3 separate regions of the Mus musculus genome follow, and all the other regions are linked to region 1. A link is a contact called in public Hi-C and promoter capture Hi-C data. All regions are on one chromosome and are shown on one strand. The core of a region is the stretch at or near the end of the contact, and the rest is flanking DNA. Distances in the headings are between cores, read along the strand shown. Region 1 holds the start of Gabra1 (gamma-aminobutyric acid (GABA) A receptor, subunit alpha 1). Region 2 overlaps Gabrg2 (gamma-aminobutyric acid (GABA) A receptor, subunit gamma 2). Region 3 holds the start of Gabra6 (gamma-aminobutyric acid (GABA) A receptor, subunit alpha 6).

What was found. Promoter capture Hi-C pulls out the DNA fragments that hold promoters and counts their contacts. A called contact is a pair of places that touch in the nucleus more often than the background predicts.
Region 2: a contact with region 1 is called in a promoter capture Hi-C map of hippocampal neurons, with 2.0 times the contacts expected there. The contact joins the enhancer-like site here to the promoter of Gabra1 in region 1. A contact is called at or near these places in 1 of 39 promoter capture datasets (hippocampal neurons), 4 of 484 Hi-C or Micro-C datasets (cerebral cortex, embryonic stem cells, forebrain and 1 more) and 1 of 9 other capture datasets (embryonic stem cells).
Region 3: a contact with region 1 is called in a Hi-C map of brain, with 9 times the contacts expected there. The contact joins the promoter of Gabra6 here to the promoter of Gabra1 in region 1. A contact is called at or near these places in 4 of 484 Hi-C or Micro-C datasets (brain, cerebellar granule neurons and cerebellum) and 1 of 9 other capture datasets (adipose tissue).

What each region holds. Positions count from the first base shown.
Region 1 is chr11:42,180,899-42,185,754 of GRCm38.p6, reverse strand. Gabra1 (gamma-aminobutyric acid (GABA) A receptor, subunit alpha 1) reads left to right here and starts at 2,825. Exons shown (of 10, transcript NM_010250.5): 1 at 2,825-3,589.
Region 2 is chr11:41,961,476-41,966,331 of GRCm38.p6, reverse strand. The region is part of intron 6 of Gabrg2 (gamma-aminobutyric acid (GABA) A receptor, subunit gamma 2); the gene reads left to right. It overlaps A230004M16Rik (a long non-coding RNA gene), which reads right to left. Exons shown (of 9, transcript XR_388589.4): 8 at 3,124-3,195. Among named protein-coding and RNA genes, the nearest start is that of Gabrg2, 37 kb to the left of the region's middle. Within about 2 kb of position 2,016, at least 6 of the 459 cell types and tissues checked have an H3K27ac peak or open chromatin away from gene starts, as enhancers often do. A contact at or near this core is called in hippocampal neurons, where this site is marked.
Region 3 is chr11:42,319,034-42,323,889 of GRCm38.p6, reverse strand. Gabra6 (gamma-aminobutyric acid (GABA) A receptor, subunit alpha 6) reads left to right here and starts at 2,818. Exons shown (of 9, transcript NM_001099641.2): 1 at 2,818-3,159; 2 at 3,388-3,506; 3 at 4,155-4,222. The coding sequence starts at 3,122.

The sequences.
Region 1 (4,856 bases), core at 1,576-4,075:
ATTTTTCTCTCACTAACTACACTTCTAGTTGATAAAGTAAAAGCAGTTTTCTGTTGAGTAGATTCAGTGTCATGGGTTCAATTAGGTCAGGGCTTTCTGCCATTTAAAATGACAGAAAAAGCAATGTGTACCAGACTGTAACACTAGAGACGAAGGTATTTGGCCTGCCTAGCATCTCTGATTCTAGGTTTGACTTCAGAGCCCTCCTGCTGAAAACTATTGGTATTGGGGATATTGGCCACTGGTTTCATGAGAAAGATGGTAAATAACAATAAAAATCTGAAATAAAAGTGAAATTGTATGTTCTCAGCACACTTGTCTTCAAACTAAATACTCTTGTTATAAATATTTACTTACTCCCCAATCTTTTGTTAACTTTTAATACTAGATAAATTTCTATAGTTTTGAAATTAAAATGTGCATTGATATCTGTGACTAACCTAAATGGCCAAATATATGTGTAGGGGCACATTTGTAGGGGCACAGGAACTCGCAGTGAAGAAACAGTTGTGAGTAAGTATGAATGAACAAGTGAACCTGAATTCTGAAATTTAGATTCCATACTAAAATTGATAACTCATGATCCAAATGACCTTGGGCAAATGTTTTGATGTTTGTAAGCCACGAATATGAAAGATTTGTAAAACGGCCATATTAAGATTTGTTTTAAGAAAGAAGTTGAATGTGCTATGCTAAACAATTGGGATATAATTTTACAAAGTAAACACTCAGAAATGTTAGAAATCATAATTTTTGCTATTTCAATAAGTTATTTTGTCAGGTATACACACTTTGAAAGGATTTATTCCAGATGTAACAGGAAAACTGTAATGCCAGCAGCTGTCAAAAATCATTAATAGAATGGGACATTATAAAATAGTTTTCTTTTTATTAATTTTTGTGTTTTAATATCTAGAAATATGTGGATATATTAATATCTCAGATGGGAAACTATAAATTCATTAATTGTTTACAATGTTGGGTAATGTTTTGGGAATTGTCAAGTTATTGGTATTTTAAATAATATATTTTATGAGAATGATGTATATGTAATATGTAATGTATATGCAATCTGCTCTATGTTGTATTTTATTTTAAGGGGCATTCTCATTTCTGCATTAACACTCTAGCTCCATAATTCTTCATGTATTTTTCTAGGGTATGGAAATGCTGTAGAGTTACATGTAGCTATAGTGGTACATAAAGCAGTACATGATTGAAATTGTTCTCAGAGAGTTTTCTCAAATAATAAAATTTCAGAGCCAAGTGTTTGCAAAATCTAATCAATAGAGAGATTTAGTTGTGTGACATGAGAGGAAAAAGCCAAAATTTCCCCCAATTTGTTGAGAACTGTAAAAGAAGTTACAACAATTTTGTCAGGAGAAGGAAAGACATTTTAAAAAAAATGTTATATTTTATGACTATTGGTTTTTTGGTTTTTTGTTTTGTTTTGTTTTTTTATGGCATTGAAACTATGGAAAGTTAGCAGACTGGAGAGATGAGAAAGTGCTTTATAGTTGGTAACTTGGGGCTTCAGGACTTCAGTAAAGTTAGTCTTGCTTTACAAGCTGCCCAGTGAACAAGTAACTAATTGATAAATGGAGCTCTGCCACACAAGGGAATGGCAGTATTCGCTGGTATTTGAGAGTGCATCGACCCTTGTTGTGTGCTTTGCGGGCAATTATTACTGTTTAAAGAGAGATGCCTCGAGTCAGTCCTCAACCCCACCTTCCAAACGCTTATCTTGAAAATTCCTTGTCAGCAATTCACCCCCCAAAAGCCAGAGAACAAAGTCACATTATGAATGTGGTCCTTGACTGTGAAGGCCACGTCATTGCAACTGCATAGCTTAAGGTTTCATCTTATAAACTGATTTCCTTGCAGCATACGCCAAGAACAACTTGTAGAATGCTAAACACAGGAGTGTTTGGTGCTGGCTAATTAGTCCCCCCCCCCCCCCCCTTTAATGTTTTGGACAACACTCAGCCTCTATTTTAAATTTCTCCTCGGCCAGAAGTCCACTAGAAGAAAATGGTCAGCGGGTTTACCCAAATTCAGACTTCATCTACCAGAAATATGAATGGCATAAGGATGCCTCATATTTTTCAGCACCTCCTCCCCATGTGGTTTTAAAGTGCTGAAAAGCAGCTCTTGGAGGTGCTGGCCATTGTCTACTAGCACCCTGAGGAAGACAGCACCCATGACCTGAGCTAGAAGCCATTCACAAAAACCCAGCAAGGAACCACAGTCATTGCTCAGTCCCTGAAAATCCCTCAGGAACATGTCGAACACACACACACACACACACACACACACACAAACACACACACAAACACACACACACATCCTGCATGTATAGTTATCTGTGGGTGAAGAACTCTCAGGGAAGGTAAGAAAAGAGGACAGAGAAGAAAAAACAAAGTAGAAGCTTTCCCCCCACTGACTTCTAAAAATTCCCCCCCCCCCATTTTTCTGAACCGAAAACGATGGAGTTCAAGGCAAAGGCATGTTTCCGGAAATGGAGATGTGCCTCTCAAACCCAGAAATGATTTATGCGAAGTTAAATATTCCGTGTTCGAAAACCTTGCAAAATTCAGAGTTAAGGGAGTCTGTGCTTTTTCAGGACAACGCACGCAAAGGTTAAAAACCCGTTTGCGAAGCCTGTCTGGCTGTCCTCTATGCTGTAGATGAAAGGCGGGATGCAAAGCACTCGGAATCTGACAAAGTATGAAGGACTCTAAGCCCAGGGGCCGTTCCCTAGCAAACAGGGTTCTTCCTACTGTCCCTCACTCGTCCTGGTTCTGCAACAAGCAGGGATTTAGCCATATGTGTGGGAGTGTGCGAGGGAGAGCAAGTCGAGGACAGAGCGCTCTCCACACGTGTAAGCCTACATCTCCCTGCTTCCTAGCTTGCGTTCATTCATATGAATGCAGTGGTTAAATATTTGATCAGAGGTAGCAGAGTTACAAGGATCGGTTGTGCTTTAATGAGCACACCTTAGAAGAGTATGCTCATAAATATCAAGAGAGAAAAGATCCTAAGAGTGGCCCCCATCTCTAACCCTTTCTACCCTTCCCTTCCCCCATTTTTCAGTCCCCCTTCCCCCCCAAAATAGAGGAATGCTTGCAGCAGATTGAAGAAGGATTTGAGCCGGCAGCTACAGAGATGGGGATTAGGGCCAGAGTGCAAGTTAAATTGCGCTGCATATAAAAAATGGGCGGATTGGTGTCCAGATCCAGTGGCTGGTACCACCTTCCTTTCTAAAATAAAATCTCTCTGGCATGAAGTCACCGCCTATTTCACATCCGGTTTGCGCTGGGACGTATTACTACTGTCTTGGTACAGAGAAATCTTTTGTTGTATAGCTGCAGATTGGATATTGGGAAGCAAATTTGGGTATGAAATCTCCAGTGCAGGAGCACGCAGAGTCCATGATGCCTCAGACCGTGTGAGTGAGCGCGGCGCGAGGACGCCCTCCGCCCGGCGCGCCCGCGCTCGCAGACTCGCGCAGCTCCGACTCACCGCGATCCTCTCTCCCACACTTTTCTCCCGGGTCTGGAGCGATCCGGTGCCCAGAGGGGGCCCCGAGGTAAGTGAGACTTCGGACCACGATCGCCCAGTGCTTGCAACCTGCCTTTGTCCTAGCTGGAGAGGCAGAGATGTTCTAGCAGGGAAGCGAGCAGGAGCAGGACAGGAGCTGAAGCTGGGAGCAGGTAGAAACAAGGAATGTTTTCTTCTTTCAGGGTGAAAACTGCAGCCTTATAGGAGTAGATTTTTCTCTCTCGCTCTCTCTCTCTCTTCCTGCTCTCCTCTTTAAGGAAGATTAGAATGTACCCTGAGGGGTGGGTGGTGACATGTTGTTTTGATCTCTCTTTCTTCTTCTTTTTTTTCCTTTCTCTCTTTTTTCTTTTCTTTTCCTCTTCTTTTTTTCTGTCCAAGGGGAGCTGCGGTGAGTTGGGGAGTGGCTCTGGGGGTTGCCATCAGCTAAAGTTAAGAGGTTAGGACCAAAAACCTGTCACCCTGCTCCATTCTAGGGAAGACTGGCTCACCCTGCTTGAACACGTCTCTTCTCCCCTTTCCAGCCACCACAGCTGAAATGCCCTCTGGTGTAGGGGTCTCTCCCATTCTGGAAATGAGAAGCTGAACTTACTTGCTCTGGGTGGCAGGGGAGGTGGGTAGTGGAGCATGCTTCTAGAGAGGGGAAGGATGGAGGTGGAAAGGGGGCAAGAGACAGCTTCGTGCTGCCTTTCAACTGTTCTGTTTGTATTCGCAAGAAACTTTCTTCCTCCACAACTGAAGTGCCACGGCAGGTTTGTTTTTCTGCAAATATGAGAAGAGTGCAAGAGCTATGGTGTCTTGCCATGGGAATCTCATTCTCTCACCCATTCAAGACTTTCTTTCCTTTTCTAGAATCAGTGGCGATTAATAGGGTTAAGAGAAGTTGTTTCCTCTTCAAAACAGATGTTAAAACATGCTTTAAAGAAAGAATTACCATTGTGCCATTTGGATGCAATATTTTCACATAATGATATTTATCCAAGATACCCTGTCATAGTCTACTCCTGTGTGTCAAAACCGGTCACTACATTTAAGAGAACACTATGAGGAAGCTCACGGTGCTTATCTCTACATAATTTCATTCTAAATGAATTCTGCTTCCCTGCTTACATGGCTGTGTGTGATGGTTCTTACTGATTGGAATGATCCGGGAGAGTGTAGAAAGCATTTTGTTGATGTATTTAAAGGCATACATACCACATGGACCTAGAGAATGCTTAATGTAAAAAAAAAAAAAAAAAAAAAAACAAAAAAAAACCCTGGGTTTTATAAAGCTTCCATCTATTCACGGTTGACCC
Region 2 (4,856 bases), core at 767-3,266, 220 kb after region 1:
GACTGCTTAACACAGACTCATGTTTGAATATTTGGTCCCCAGTTCCATGAACTCTTTAAGCAGGATCAGGAGGTATAGACTTGGAGGAAATATATACTGGAAAGTTCTATGTCAATTTGACACATGATAAGCCATCAGCGAGGAGGGGGTCTGAACTGAGAAAATGCTTGAATATGATTGGGCTGTAAGCAAGACTGTAGGGTATTTTCTTGATAATGATAGATGTGGGCAGATCCAGTCCAATATGGCTGGTACCATCCTTTGGATGTTAGTCCTTGGTGCTATACAAAAACAAACTGAGCAAGTCACAGAGAGCAGGGAAAGATAAACAACATTCACTCTTTATGGCCTGTCCACTTCTGTGTCCAGTATCCAGCTGGTTTGATTTCTTGTCCTGGCTTCCCTCAGTGATCAGGAACTCAGGATATACAAGTCAAATGAACCCTTTTCTCCTCTTTGGTTTTCCTCATGGACAAAAATAACCCAAACTAATTCCAGGTGCACTGTTGTGGGTGGGATCTCAGATTTCAAAAGCCTGTGGCATTCACAGCTCTGCCTCATGGTTGTGTTTCAATATTCAAGCTCTCAGTTACTGTTCCAGCATGCTGCCTGCCTGCTTGCTCCTAATCATGATGGCCATTGACTAGCCACTAAAATTGTAAGCCTCCAGTAAACTCTTCTGTAAGATGCCTTAGTCATAGTGTCTCAGCACAGTAATATAAAAGTAGCTAATCTAGATGGTATGCTTTATAGATTAAAAACCCTCCATGGGAACAAGTTAGACGTATTTTGAGATAAGGAATGTTTCATATCTGTGGTGACAATTCTGGAATTTTTGTTACTTTGAAAAATGCAGAAATATTTTTAAGAATGTATTTTCCATTTAATCCCAGGTGTAGGAATGTGGGGCTTCTTTAGACTGTCCTCAGCAGCTGACTATGATTTGCTTTGTGCTCTAGCAGAGGCATGGTTTTACGAGCTGCTGGTAGCTTCTGCGATTGTATGACATTTGGAATTCTAGGAACTTTTCAGAGTATACACACACACTAGGGCCCTGAGAGGTGATGGTGGTAGTTTTGGTCATTCAATGGGGTTGATTGCAGTTTGTTAGTAGTCATAGACAAAGAAGAAACAAGAAGAAAGTTACTAGATCCAAGGATCTCTCTATTTCTCTCCCCTTTATCCTTCTTTCTTACCTCTCTAGACGGTGAAACCAGGGTATCAATGATGAGAAAAGGAAGAATCCACAAAGTAGCAAAAACCAACTATACATATATGTAGTCAGTCTGAACTCTGAAAAGCTGAAATCAAGCTCTGTGCATAGGGTTCCAACAACTCAGTGTTATGTCAAGTAAAAAAATACCCCCATTTCAGACATAAACCTTATGTTCTCACCTTACTATTAATACTAAGGCAAGCCTTAATTATGTACTTAAGTTTCTATCAGATTTCCAATGATTCCTTTTCATATATTCATAGGACATAATTTTTGTATTGAATAATATGGAAGGTATCTTATCTGTTGCTCAGAGATGAATAGATTCAGAAACTAAACAAAACTGGTATTTAGAAATCGGCCTTCAACACATCACTCTCCAAACTAGAGAGGGCTCTGATCCCTGCACTGTTTTTACCACCCACAAGGTTCTTCTAAAGCCACTTTTGTTTTAGACAAGCAAGCACAAAGGTCAAAGCAGTGCTTAGAAAGGTGACCTTCTGTTCCTGGATTTTCAGGCATACTGATCATAATGTACTACACCAGTTTGATTTTTCATTTGTTTCAGGCAGAATAAAACAAAATCTCAAGGCTACCTTTTCACTAAAGCCTCCCATCTGTAAAAGTAATACTAAAATAATCTCCAGTCGTTATCTCTTCCAGAAAGAGAAGCTGGGATTAAGTTCTGCTGTATATCCATATTTCTATATTTATCCCAGCACCCTAAAACAGAATCACAAACTCATGACTAGCACACATTTGTTTAGTCATTTTGTTCCAGCAAGATGTTCAGCACAAATGGCAGCTGACGAAGGCTGATGCTGCATCCTAAATCCCTAGTATAATCCCCTGCCCTCAGTGTCACTTGGATGCTGCCTGAGGGCACTTATTAAGATATATGTGCAGAAGAGAATTATCTAATCACTTCTCACACAGTACAAGTTACCAAGGTCCCATAGGAAAATTAATCTTTCGAAGGAAGAAACCACAATGAAGCAGTAGGAAAGGAAAATACCAGGTTGGTACAATGGCTTCGTTTAATGGTGGGTGGCTAGATTGAAAACTTATCATTTCTTTCTACTCGTTGTCCTTCCTTTTTGTGCATTTCTATTTCAATGGCCTCATTGAAAACAAAGGATTGAAAATTAATATCAGTACAGATAGCACGGCTTGATTCTTGCAACAATTTGATCCTGGAAAATCTATTAATGTAAAATAACTAATAGAAGGTGCTGTGAGTCTGAAGAGAGTGATGGGCAGACGGAGAACAGCATGGAATGCATTGCATTGCAAACTGAGTGATTGCATAGCATCATCGATGGCAGCAGTAAGACCAGAGTTATCTGTAGCTTTGGTTAGAGGAGGAGGAGGGTAAATGAATGATTAGATAAAGTGACATATCAAAGCCAGTATGTTTCTGGTTGACATCAAGCTAACATCAAACATGCCCAGAGCATTCTCAGAACGGATGACACCCTGATTGTAGAGGGGCATTTTGTGTACTACTTTAATGCTGTTCACATGTAGAATCTGGAAAGATTGAGGAAAGTGGTCCCTTGCTCGTCATGGCTAGATTGGAAGCCATATGTTCAGTGTTACCTTTTTAAAATTAGATTACTGTATTTATAGCTAAGTTGATGCTTTTTTTAAATTAGCAAAAGAAGTCAGAATCAGTTACTATGAATAGAAGTTACTGTGAAGTATAATAAACATAAATTTTATATGTATGTACTTATGTATGTATGTGTGTATATATGTTTGTGCTCCCAAAACTGAGTATATTGAAAAAGAGGAAGAAAAGGCTAAATGTACTACAACTAATACCACACACACACACACACACACACACACACACACACACACACACACAAATGATGGGGAAGTTTGTACAGGAAAGAATTCCTCACCAGTTAGGTCATTGCTTGCTTCTTCGTAGTTCTTAAATCATCTTATTTACTCTCAGTACCTCTGTGCGATCCCTGGAGAAAAATATTTTCCGGGTGGTAGATTAGTGTAGCCCGTAGTGAGTACCTTCAATTCACTTACGACACTATCATGAATCCTGATCTAAGAATCCTCCTTCCAAACTTCATCTCTTCTTGATGGTTCATTATCTGGTGGCAGCACCACCGTGGCCCCCGTGAGGCAGGCATGAACACTCAGAGTCATGTCTCTGCCTCCCACACTTAATGATTCATGAAGGCACTTATGCCTCTGAAATCTCTTGTGTAACTGTCCTCCTTTCTGTTGCCGCTGCCACTGTCCTAGTTCACAAATGTGTCTGTTCTTATCTGGACTATGTCGGCTGCTTATTAAGGCATGTCCCTGTTGTCAGCCTCTCTCCGCGAAGGTGTGTGCCTTGTAAATTAAGCAAAGAGAAGCAGAACTCCTTGAACAGTACAACATGCTCCAGAATTCACTCTATGGATATGGCGTGCATCAGTTCCCCATCATAGTATTAGTTCCCAATACTAACCAATCACCAACTATGCTGATAGCACGCTCTTCAGTGACTTTGAGTGTTTAAAATCTTTGTGAGGATGGAGGGCATGTGCAGAGTATGAATTTATTTGGCCTGCTCCAAGGAGCTTGGTTTTTCTTATTACACTATTTTGCTCCCATGCTGGTGCTGTGAGCCCCTGGTATACAAAGGCCAGCATATGCCAAGAACTCAACCCATTCTCTCTACTGCTTGAGGTTCCAGTGTCATTCAGCATTATTTTCTGTATTTTCTCAGCTCGTCACAAAATTTATCTGCTAATATAGGCCTGAAATGATCTTGCCTAGCCCATACTCAAGTTCAATTTTAATTTTCTTTCTCTCCAACAGAGTTTTTAAAAGCACATGTCATTTTGTGTGTGTGTGTGTGTGTGTGTGTGTGTGTGTGTGTGTGTGTGTGTAGAACTGCACTGTGCATGTGATGATCAATTCAAACCCATTGGAGTTAGTCCTCCTGTTTTCATCATGTAGGTCCTGAGAATCAAACTCTCACAACACTGACTATCTTCTCCTAGATCCCACACACAGTATCTTATTTCTGTCACACAAAATCTTTAACAAGTATATGCTTCCCCTTAGTGTTTTTACTGTTGCTTGCACTAAAACTATATGGAACCTTCTTTGACAGTGTGCATGCACCCTTAGATCCTGGTCACTCAATTGTTCAAAACTGCTTCTACTCTTGATACTCATATGTTCTTCTCAGAAATCATTCACTATATCTGAGCTCAACATCACCACTGTTACAGGATTGCTCTAGGAATGAAGTTGGGTGTTCTATTTAACTTTAAAAAAAAGAATCTAGATGATTCAGTGGGTTAGAATGCTTGCTGCATAATCTCAGGGATATGATTTTTGTATCGGCAGCACCCACATGAAAAAATAAAGCCAAGTGAAAAGTGGGAAGCTCTTTGTAAAGGGAAAGAAATTTCATTACAGTTACTATGACCACCTTAACTATTATTGAAATCCCATAAATTTCCAACCTTGAACCCCATTACCCTGTGAGAACACAATTGCCTAACTTTATATAGGAATTTTTATTCTCAACCCCTATCCCTTCAGGTCATCCAATGTGACAATTTACTTTGATAAAACTATATCTGTTTCATGAATTAAAATAAGTTATGCAGAATTAATT
Region 3 (4,856 bases), core at 1,569-4,068, 140 kb before region 1:
CAATGAGCAGAATTCTAGGTAGCTCCCAGGACCAATGGGAATGTTGACATTCTTCTGCACACTCCTGCAAGTGTTACAATGGAATCTCTCTAGTAATGCTGTGTCACACAACTTTAAGATCCCTCAAAAGTGTAATAATGAGAGAGACTTCTTATGTACGGAATGGGAAGAAAGGCAGGCCCTGTGATCACCTGAGTGCCCACTATTCAAAGAGTAGGAAGCTTCTGCTTATTCTTCACTGGTGCCTCCAAGAAGGGGAATATCACCTGACTCTTCAAGGCATGTTCTATTTTTGGAATGTGTGTGTATGTGGTGGTTTATAAATGTTTGTGATATTCCTTATTTTTTCAAAGAGATATTCTCTTCATTCCCAGGAAAGATATAATAGGAAACCCCTCACTAAGCCACCATGTTCCCCCAAAATGCATGAATGCATGTCTCTTTTTGTTGCTATATTATATGGAATCATATAATGTATCATGATATCTTTGTCATATATATATATATATATATATATATATATATATATATATATACATATATATTTGTATATGTATATCACGTGGATGGATTTATAGGAGGATAAAACATTTATTTGTAAAAAGTCAGACTACAGTATTTTTATGTTGTCAAAAATATATAATGATATGTTTTTCAGAACAAATCCCCATTAGGCAAAGAATGAGTACACTTGGTGCAGGAAGGGATGGATGGAAGATAGTGATTTTGCCAGCTATCCATAGCCTTTTTTTTGGGACTGAAGATACAGTATTGGTTTGTTCAAATAGTCTGTTAGAACTGAGTCATGTTTTACTTATAACTATGATCCTAGGCTGATGCAAGCATGCTATTCTCAATCATTCTCATCATCGATAATGCCTGACTTCTAAGGAGCATTTTTAAATATTAAGGAATATATTTGTTTACTAGCATTAAAAGACATCAATAGCCATATGGTTCTATAACAAAAGCTTCTAAATATTATTAAACGTGTAGAATAGTCACATAAAATGAAAAATTGTCATTACCAAATTGCAAATACAACATTTCATCAGAAAGGAATGCATTAGACATCAAAATTTGACTAATTAATGATCTACCTAACAAGAGATGAACGCATAAATTGTTGATTTTTCATTTGCATTTCATTTATTATTGATGACTTTCATCTTTCATTCTTCTTGAACATATTTTTATTGCAAGTTGTTAAGAATCAAATACTCCCAGATCAATTCAGACTATCTATTAATTTATTAGTTATGCAACATCAATTATTTTATACATTTCTGAACATGGTCATTTATGGGTTTCTTTCACGTCTCTCATATGTGCTGTGTTTTACCATTTGTCTTAGAAATATGGGTCATCTGTCTCATAGGCTAGCCTCAGATCACAGTGAGGCCAAGGATGCCTCTGAACTTCTGACTTTTCATCTTCTAATTCCCCAATGCTGGGGTTACATGTGTCTATTACCATACCAGGTTTCATACATGTTAGAAAGGTAGTTCTGTGACTCATGCATGCTAGGCAAGGATTAACTGAGATATCTTCACTGCTTTTGTTTTTTTGTTTTTTTTTTTGTTTTGTTTTGTTTTGTTTTTTGTTTGTTTGTTTGTTTGGAATGTTTAATGGAAAGACATAGAAGATGTGTGTTGCTGAAGATGCAGTTTTATACAGATATTAAGTATTTCATTTCTTTGAATGCATATTTGCTCATTGCTGACTTGTATTATAAGTACACATATACACTCATACATATTCTTTGTTTTGTATCTAAGAAATGCCATTTAGTGTTCAGCACCAGGTTTTCCATTCTGCTTAATATTTCCTTTTGTTGCTAATAGTCTTTGATAATACATTTTATATACACAAAGCTGTGCCGGTATAATCATGCAGAAAGCCAAAATACTATATGGAAATGGAACATACTTTTTCTCATTTTCTCTTGAAAATTTCAGTGCATCGATATCAGTATTGTTAAGAATCCTAAGAGACTAGATTTCTTACTAACATATAGAATAAAGAAAACAAGTGGTTGCCAAAAAAAAGAAATCGACATGGATAGTTGTGAGATAAATATTTTATGCTGTCCAAAAGAAGGAAATTGTCTCTGTAGGGGATTTCTGATGCTTGATTTGTAGCCAAAATGCTAAATAAATGTTCCAACATCTCCTGAAGCTGTCACCATTTTAATGTTCTTGACTTAGTTTTTCTTCCTGGATCCACAGAAAATATGATTTACAGCTCCTAACAGATCTTTTTGCCCCAATTCCGAGGGGTACATAGAGGAGGGATTTCACTTTATGTAAAATATGTAACCATCTGAATGTGTATATTTGACCCTTACCTCAGGTAGACATTCACATATATTGTCTTCTGAATGTATGAAGGGTGGCTTTCACAACATGTAGACACACACACATGTATCATAATTTTGCAGATGTTATATACTGTTTTGTTTGTTTGGTTGGTTTGGTTTTTATTGTTTTTGTTTCTTACTATTGAAAATAGTTTAAAAAATCCTTTTCCTATTAATCAGTCACCCATAAGGACTATTTTTCATTACAAGGATGCCTATAGTCAAAAAAAGTCAAGGAAGAGCCACAAGAATCCAGGAAAATCCCCAGTATTTGACTTTTCCATCAGGGCTATGTAGGATTCCTTCTGTGAACCATAGAAATAATAAATGCTGAGCCCATTGGAACATAATCTCAATCAGCAAGATACCACTGCTTTCCAGATTTCCTCACAGCCCATTCGAAGTCCATGCCAAAACTAGCCGTGGATTTCTTCCTTTTAATCTGCCTTAGTCAATTATTGTCATTGCTCTGACTCTCCACTTTTGATCTGAACCAGTCAGAGGAGGCTGGGTATCTGCAGGACTTAGTCTAAGACCACAAACAACTCTAATCCGTGAGAAAAGACAGAAATAAGACAAAAAAGAAGGGGAACCCCTAACGTTTTTCTGGCAAACCATTCATCCTTTCGATTGCTGACTGGTCACAGAGTGGGATGAGGAATATGAAGGATTTGGAAGACTTCTCCAGGTGATTGTCAAAGGAGATCTGTCTGAGGGGAGGTAAAAACAGGAGGGTGACCGGGCATCCCAGTGAACCATAGGATGGTCTTGCTTCTCCCCTGGCTCTTCATTATTCTATGGTAAGAAGATTTTTCTTATTATTTCCCTTTTATCTTAGAGGGAAAGGAGAGCATATAGCCATTGGGTGAATTTTATATTGCATAGTGAAAAGCAAAACAAAATGAAACAAAACAAAACAAAAAAGAGGGATAGTGTGGCTGGTGTCTATTATAGGATAAACTAGCATTCATGAAACAAAGTATTTTCTCTGAGGCCAGGTGTGAGAATTTTTAACTCTCCACCTTCAGGCTAGAAAATGCCCAAGCTCAACTTGAAGATGAAGGCAACTTCTACTCTGAAAATGTCAGTCGGATTCTTGACAACTTGCTGGAAGGCTATGACAACCGTCTACGGCCAGGATTTGGGGGTAAGTAAAATACTGCATTTCTATTAGACCAAATGCTTGAACTTTCCTTCCTCTTTTATAACCATTCTCGGACCCAGAGGAGTCAGAAAGAAGGTCCCTTACCAGCTGGTAAAGGCGAGGGGTAGTAAGGCTTCATGTGTGTATTGCCATCTCTTCCTCACTCCTTCCTCAATCACTGACCATATGTAAGTTATCTTAACTCTATAAGCCTTACTGACCTAAATGAAGGAGTGTGTGTGTGTGTGTGTGTGTGTGTGTGTGTGTGTTTTCGTGGACATACTTGACTCACAGGCTTGTGTGAATATAGAAAGGGCTTTTCCATATGTGCCAATTTTCTTACTGTTTGTCCTTTGAAAGCTATCAGTACCAATGTCTTATTACCATTAGTCATGGTAGTAATACTTAGTATTAAAGCACACCAATCTTGTCATTTTCCATCCCTTGAAAGTCCCCTGGTGTGAATAGAATGAATGTAAAATAGAGTAATTGGATGACTTTTCACAGTTGGAAAGCTAAAGGTCATCCACTAGAAGTGGGTGGAAACAGGCAGAGCTTTGATTTTCAGGTATGTGAAAAGGTTTTATGGACTCATCGTGTTCTCTTAACAGTGCACAGATTAACAGCCCTGACCTTCTTGGATTATTTCAGGTGCTGTAACAGAAGTCAAAACAGACATCTATGTGACCAGCTTTGGACCTGTGTCAGATGTGGAGATGGTGAGTACACCGGATACTTTTATTTAGGAAAGAGAGCTGTTCTAGGTCTAATGGTTACAGGCATTACTGTCCATCTCTGCACATAACATGAATACTTCTAGAAATGCGTGTGCATTAAAGCAGGATACTGGCTCTACTTGGATACTTGAAGTTGAGTTTGTTTTTAATATTACAGGCTCTCTTCCATTCACATGTCATGCAATGACTAGCAAAAAGTTCTTTTAAAGTTTCTTGCCATGTAGAATATACTGATGAGCGTGATGCTGATATACGCCTATTATTTGTTATGTATCATCATGAGAGCATCTCATCCAAACAGTGAAGAAGTCACTTGGATAGGTTCATGCCTTCCACCTTGTTCATTGCGGATGCATCAGTGGGTGTTCTAGAGACTCTGTTCCAGGTACAGATGGCTGTAGATTCGTAAGAGGGTATTTATGGAAAGTGGCAATGAAAGCCTGAAGCCGTCTTTCTGAACAAAGTGTATCATGATATTCTTTTCCCGGTTTCCAGGTAGTATTTTTCTCCCAAGACAAACACCAAGACAGAAACTGTCATAAATGTCTTTTTAAAAGTATGCCATTAGCTTTTCTGGGGAAATTGTAATTCTGTATAAATAAGACAATTTCTGGTA